Regions from separate parts of the Sus scrofa genome. Here region 1 is linked to region 2. Evidence: chromatin contacts called from public Hi-C data. All regions are on one chromosome and are shown on one strand. The core of a region is the stretch at or near the end of the contact, and the rest is flanking DNA. Distances in the headings are between cores, read along the strand shown.

Evidence for each region. A called contact is a pair of places that touch in the nucleus more often than the background predicts.
Region 1: a Hi-C map of liver shows a contact between it and region 2, with 2.8 times the contacts expected there. A contact is called at or near these places in 2 of 5 promoter capture datasets (fetal liver and liver), 20 of 47 Hi-C or Micro-C datasets (alveolar macrophages, brain, embryonic fibroblasts and 12 more) and 1 of 2 datasets of targeted methods (skeletal muscle).

What each region holds. Positions count from the first base shown.
Region 1 is chr3:106,856,846-106,859,749 of Sscrofa11.1, forward strand. All of the region lies in intron 14 of TTC27 (tetratricopeptide repeat protein 27), which reads right to left. Among named protein-coding and RNA genes, the nearest start is that of LTBP1, 130 kb to the left of the region's middle.
Region 2 is chr3:106,722,947-106,726,036 of Sscrofa11.1, forward strand. It overlaps LTBP1 (latent-transforming growth factor beta-binding protein 1), which reads right to left and starts at 1,592. Exons shown (of 36, transcript XM_021087653.1): 1 at 1,126-1,592; 2 at 24-94. The coding sequence starts at 1,592. LOC110260038 (a long non-coding RNA gene) reads left to right here and starts at 550. Exons shown (of 2, transcript XR_002342794.1): 1 at 550-1,001; 2 at 2,001-3,053.

The DNA.
Region 1 (2,904 bases), core at 371-2,870, 130 kb after region 2:
ATGCATTCATACCGTGTGTCTCAATTGAGGTCCTCAGAATTTGGGGGACTAAGGAGAATATTTTACTTTTTTCATTTTGAACTGTTACTTAACCTATATTACCCTGACTGGCATCTGGATTTAGTATGGTTATGCTCGTAAGAATAGGACATCACAAAACAAAAAGGAAATCAGAAGTGTGAAAAAAAAAAACCCTCGCAATTCCTCAAATTAACACTGTATATGGTTGAATAGCGAAGGTCTTTATCTTCCAGTGCAATGCTATCAGACAGAAATATAATGTAAGCCTCATTACATTTTCTAGCGGCCACATTAAAAAAGTAAAATGAGAGGGAGTTCCCACTGTGACTCAGCAGGTTATGAACGAACCAGACTAATATCCATGAGCATGCAGGTTTGATCCCTGGGCTCGCTCAGTGGGTTAAGGATCCAGCATTGCCAAGCTGTGGTATTGGTTGCAATGTGGTGTAGGCCAGTAGCTGCAGCTCCGATTCAAGCCCCAGACCAGAAACTTCCATATGCCACAGGTGAGGCCCTAAAAAAAAAAAAAAAAATAAAATTAAAATGAGGGAGTTCCCACTGTGGTGTAGCAGGTTAAGATCTGGCATTGTCTCTGAGGCAGCAAGAGTTTTCTGGTGACATCTCTGAGTGCAGTAGATCACAGCTGAGGCTCACATTCTATCCCTGGCCTGGGAACTTCCATATGCCATAGGTTCAGACCAAAAAAAAAAAAGTAAAATGAAATCGGCAAAATTAATTTTAATAACATTTTTTAAAACTCTACAAATCCCAAATATTATCATTTCAACGTGTTATCAACATACAAAATTATGGAGATTTTTTTTTTTTTTTTTTTTTTTTTTGTTCACACCCACGGCATGTGGAAGTTCCCAGGCCAGGGATCAAACACGCACCACAGCAGTGACCTGAGCTACTGCAGTACAATGCCATATCCTTAACCCACCGTACTATGAGGATACTCCTGGAGATATTTTATAATCATTTTTCTCACGCAGAGTCTTTGAAACCTGATGTGTTCTACAGTTACTGCACATCTCAATTTGACCAGCCACATTTTAAGTGCTTAACTGCATGTGGCTCCCGTACTGGGCAGCATGGTTCTACACTATTTCTCCAAGGCACTGGCATAGATCCTGGCCTATCGACATGTCTCCCTTTTTTTCTCCATTAAAAAAACTAGCTCCTCTAGTAGAGAGCTTCCCATGGGCTCCAACATTCATATACTATAGTCCCTCTTGTTCCTCTTCATATGACAGCAGCCAGAATAATTAGCCCTTAGTGAGCATGTATTATGCGTGCCAAGCGCTGATAGCCTGAGTTTTCACACATCACCTCATCCACTCCCCACAACAGCCTTGCAAGGTAGTAAATATTACCCTCATTCAAGATGTGACCATGACCACAGAGTCAGTCAGGGATAGAAAAGGGATTGGAGGCCTGGTCAGTGGGACTCCAGAGCCCATCTCTCCAAAGGCCCACGCTGCCTCCCGCTTACCTTCTGCCCACACATAGCCATGACTCATGGCCAAGTCAGGAGAGAGACTGGTGGGGGGCGGGTGAGGGGCAGGCAAGACTCTAGTACACATGGGAAAACCTGGGAGATTGATTTTTTAAAGAAGCTGGGCGTTAGCTACTCCTCCCTCCTCCCACGCACCTCTCCTGATTAGGCAAGTGGACAAAGACAAAGCAGAAGAGTGGATGCCCACGCTTAGCTGGAGGAAAGAGCTGAAAGGCAAACCTCTTACCAAGGCACTGGGCAAGAATGGAGAAAGGTAATCATCTGACAGAGGGGCTCTGGTTGAGATTTCTGTGCAGCTTATTTCCAGGGCAAACTGTGAAGGCAGGCTGGCTATAGGCAGGGCAGTGATCTTTAGAAGGCGGTAGTCTAAGCTTTTTCCTCTAAAGGAGCCAATACGGAAATGCATGTGATGATACATGTACTTAAAGAATAGTTTTAAGTTATTTTAAAACTATTATCAAAAGCTGGGATAGTTGAGAACATGATCTCTCATTAAATTACCCTCACAAAGCTCCCTAGAGAAACAGTGGAAGAGAGGGAAAGACTGGATTCAAGAGGTTCTGAGGAACCATATGACCTTGGTCATGTCACTTAACCTGAGTCTCAGTTGCCCAGTCATTTAACTGACAGTGGATTAAGCAAAACTTCCAGGGCCCCTTCAGACCCCAGATTTTTAAAACTCAGAGGTGACAGGGTTCAAAGGTACATTGGTGCCATCTAGCGGTAAAACAAATATACTGATGATGCAAATAGAACAGCAAGTTTGACCAACTAGGAGGAAATCAATTCAACCAGAGGCCTTAGAAATCACTGAAAAGAAGCTGAGAGGAAAAAGGCCTAATAAGAAGTGATTTGCCTAAAGCCACACAATGGTTCCTGGTTCCTGTTGTGCAATCCATGTGATGAAGAAAGTGACTACAATACTTAGTAAACCTCAATAATTAAAACAGAAGTTAAGGAGTTCCTGCTGGGGCACAACAGGATTGGCAGTGTCTTGGGAGCACTGGAAGGCAGGTTCAATGCCCAGCACAGTGGGTAAAGGATCCAGTGTTGCCACAGTTGCAGTTTGGGTCGCAACTGCGGCTCGGATCTGATCCCTGGCCCGGGAACTCCATACGCCTCAGGGTGGCCAAAAAAACAACAACAACAACAAAAAGAGGTTAAACAGCATGCTCCTCTGAGGATTAAGCACCACTGGACAATGGGCATGGATTACTTTTACAAAGTTATTTTTTACAAGGGTATTTAAAGCACCTCTGCAAGATGCCCTTTGTTTGTTACACTTTTCTTCCTTAAATTATGAGCTTACTACTCAAATTGGCTTCCTTCCCAAGGTTTCTGCAGAATAGCTTCACAACACTGTA
Region 2 (3,090 bases), core at 342-2,841:
CCACTGGGAATATGGAAACTTACGTTTGGTGCACCTCTGAGAGCCAGGAGCCTTACTCCAGCCGTGACAGCACTGCCCTCCACAGACATTGACCCTGAAACAAAGCAAGACCCCTGAGTTCAGCAAGAGCAACACTCTCTTTCAGAGAACCCAGTCTCCTGCTTCCACATTCCTCTGGCTTCCAGAGAGTCCTAGCAGATACCTAAGATGCCCAACCCAAACCTGCCCAGGTAGGAAGGTAAGGACAGTGCCTCCAGGAAGGATGGGAGAACCAAAACCTGCATAACCTAGAACTCTACAGGAGGGGAGAACAGGGTCCAAAAAACTGTTTTCCAAACTCCAAAAGTACAGGAGAGCCAAGAGTATTTTGTACATTATATGCGCCCACAGTTTAAATTGAATCTGAATTTCAAAGAGAAGCGTCCAAACAGGGGTGAGATCACAATGCCTGGAACCACTCCCGAAGAAAAAACAAAACAACAACAAAAAAAAAACAATAAGCAAAACAAGTTTTCCTTCACATCCTCAACCTGTGATTAATGGGGGGGGGGGCGGGGGGCGGAGCAAGGAGGCTGTTTTAAAAGACCAATAACAGAAACGATCCAAGTGAAACTCCCGTCAATGCTAAGGCACCCGGCCCCAGGAAAGCAGACCCCACAGGTGCAGGGTAGCCAAGCCCACAATGAGTAGGATGCTGAAAATTCTAGGTCATATAACAGGAGTTGGATCTTGACAATCAGGCCTCGTCCAAACGTTTTTTTTGCATCAACTAGAAAAAAGTTAAACTGAAGTTGCAAAGTTTAATTGATGCTGAGGGATTAAGCTGTAGTGACCTCATGTTTACGCCCATCTTCTAGGAGTAATTTGGTTCGTGCACAGGAGGTTACGCCCCAGGCAGAAATGCCTTTTGTGTTTACCCACAGTTCAGTAACAATGCGATCGAAGTTTATTCTCAGAGTTCCGCGGCTTCCCCGCACTCGGCTCTACCCGCCGCGCTCCAAGTAAGGCAGGCAGACGCGAACCGGGAAGAGAAGGCAGGACCCACCGCGCACGACGCCCGCGACCCCGCGTGTCCCAGCGCGGGCAGAGCGCGCGTGCGAGGAAGGAGGGAGGGTGTGGGCTTACCCCTGCAGCTGCTGCTTCTGCTGAACCTGCAGCCTCGAGGCCCCACCACTCTGGGTCTCCTGCGGCACTTTGGAGCGCACCGCTTGCCTGCCTTGTTTGGCGATCGGGGCGGCCGCCGGGTGACCGCCGGGCTTGGGGTGGAGCTGCCCGCCGGGGCCCCCGGGACGGGCGGACTCCGGCGGTGGCGGTGGCAGCCGGAGCCCCTGCAGGGCCGCGCCGCCGGTCGGGCTGGTGCGCCGCGTCCGCTCCGAGGGGGCCCCGGCGCCCCCCGAGCTGCGGCTGTACCTGGCGTTGAGTGCGACGTTGAAGGTCCGCGGGCGCGCCGGCCCGCCCAGGGGCAAGGCGCCCGCCGCCAGGCCGGGGCCCGGGCGCACCACGTAGGTGATCCTCCGCACCCGGCCGTGCGCGGACGACGCGAGCAGCCCTGCCCAGAGCAGGAGCCCCCACCTGAGCCAGGCCCCCGCCATCGCGGGCCACAGCCGGCGCCTCCGGCCCCCGCCCCCGGCCGTGCGGCTCGCCCGGTGCGGCCGCCTGCGCGCGCTTAGGCTCCTCGGTAAACTGCCGGGAGCCGGGGAAAAGTGGGGAGGAGGAAAACTCGGTTGCAGGGGAGGAAGTTCTGAGGGCGGCTGAGCTGCCCCAGACCCCAGCCGAAAGCAGCGGGGAGGAGGGGGCGGGGTGGGGGTGGGGAGCGCGAGGCCCGGGAGGGGAGGGGCGAGGGGCGCGGGCTTTGCTAGGTGAAGGTCCACTCGCCGCGCCGGGGGGCGTAGGGGGTGCCCCGCCCGCGGCCCGCCGAGAGTGGGCGAGGGCGGGTGTGAGCGCGCGGGACGCTCAGCTGCAGCCCAGGCTGCAGAGTCTTTAAAAAGTTTCTCTCGCAGTGGAACCGAGTGTCAGATCTGAACAGCCAATCTCCGGCAGACGTGACGTCAGGCAGTAAATCCTAATTGGGGAAAGCGTGAGATGAGCCCGAGAACGCGCCGCCACCCTCCACATCCACATAGATTGTTACTGCGGGTCGGCAAGGCAGAGGTCCCCGCTCCCTGGTCCTGTGTCCCAGAAAAGGACAAAGAACTCAGCAAACTCACTGAACGGAACTTTCCTGCTAGAAGCCCGGCTGAACTCGTTTGAGACTGTTTGAAAGGCATTTCCAGTCATTTTCTTAGCCATGTTTGCTCAGATACTTTCTGCGGGTATTGGATTAAAATACCAGATCAGGCCCCAGAAAGGACTGCTCAGAGTGTGCAGTGATGTCCATCGGAAAATGTTTAGGTGGTTCTCTTTGGGACTATAAACTCCGCCTGAATGTTTCGGGTCTGCAACTTCTGGTACCCTATTCCTCGCTGGGCATGTACCAGGACGGGCAGCAGGGGGCGCCCGCGTAGACGGGGAAAACCCGCAGTAAGACTCGCCCCCAGGAGCAGCCCTGCTCTTGGTGAGGAGACCTCTAGGACAGGAATACAGGATTTAGGATCCATGACAACATCAAGCCATTCTTAGTATTTTTTTAAAGCAAAATCAGTTCCTTAGACCCTTATCCGAAAGGAAAGGCAACTCACTGGAAATGACCCAAAACACATTAATAGGATTATGATGTCCCAAGGGAGAGTCCCTGGGATCACGATGTTTTTTGTTTTTTTTTTTGCGAGGAGGGGGGAAAGACCATGAAATAATAATACTTACTTTTAGCATTTAAATTAAAAACAATGGTTCCAACAGAATGCACAGTTTCATTACATGCATGCCATAGAAAACCCGTGGTCAGAACAGTTTTTGTTTTTTTTTTAATCCATTTAACTAAGAATGGTGGTCTGTTTCCAAGGCTTTGTTGTTCATATTCATATTTATTTGTGCCTTATCCTGGCTAGTAGATAGTTGATAACAAATGACAATGGTTTTAAGAATTGATGGAAAATAAAGTTGAGGAAACTTAATCCCTTATTCTATTTTTTCTGTACATTGGAGAAAGAC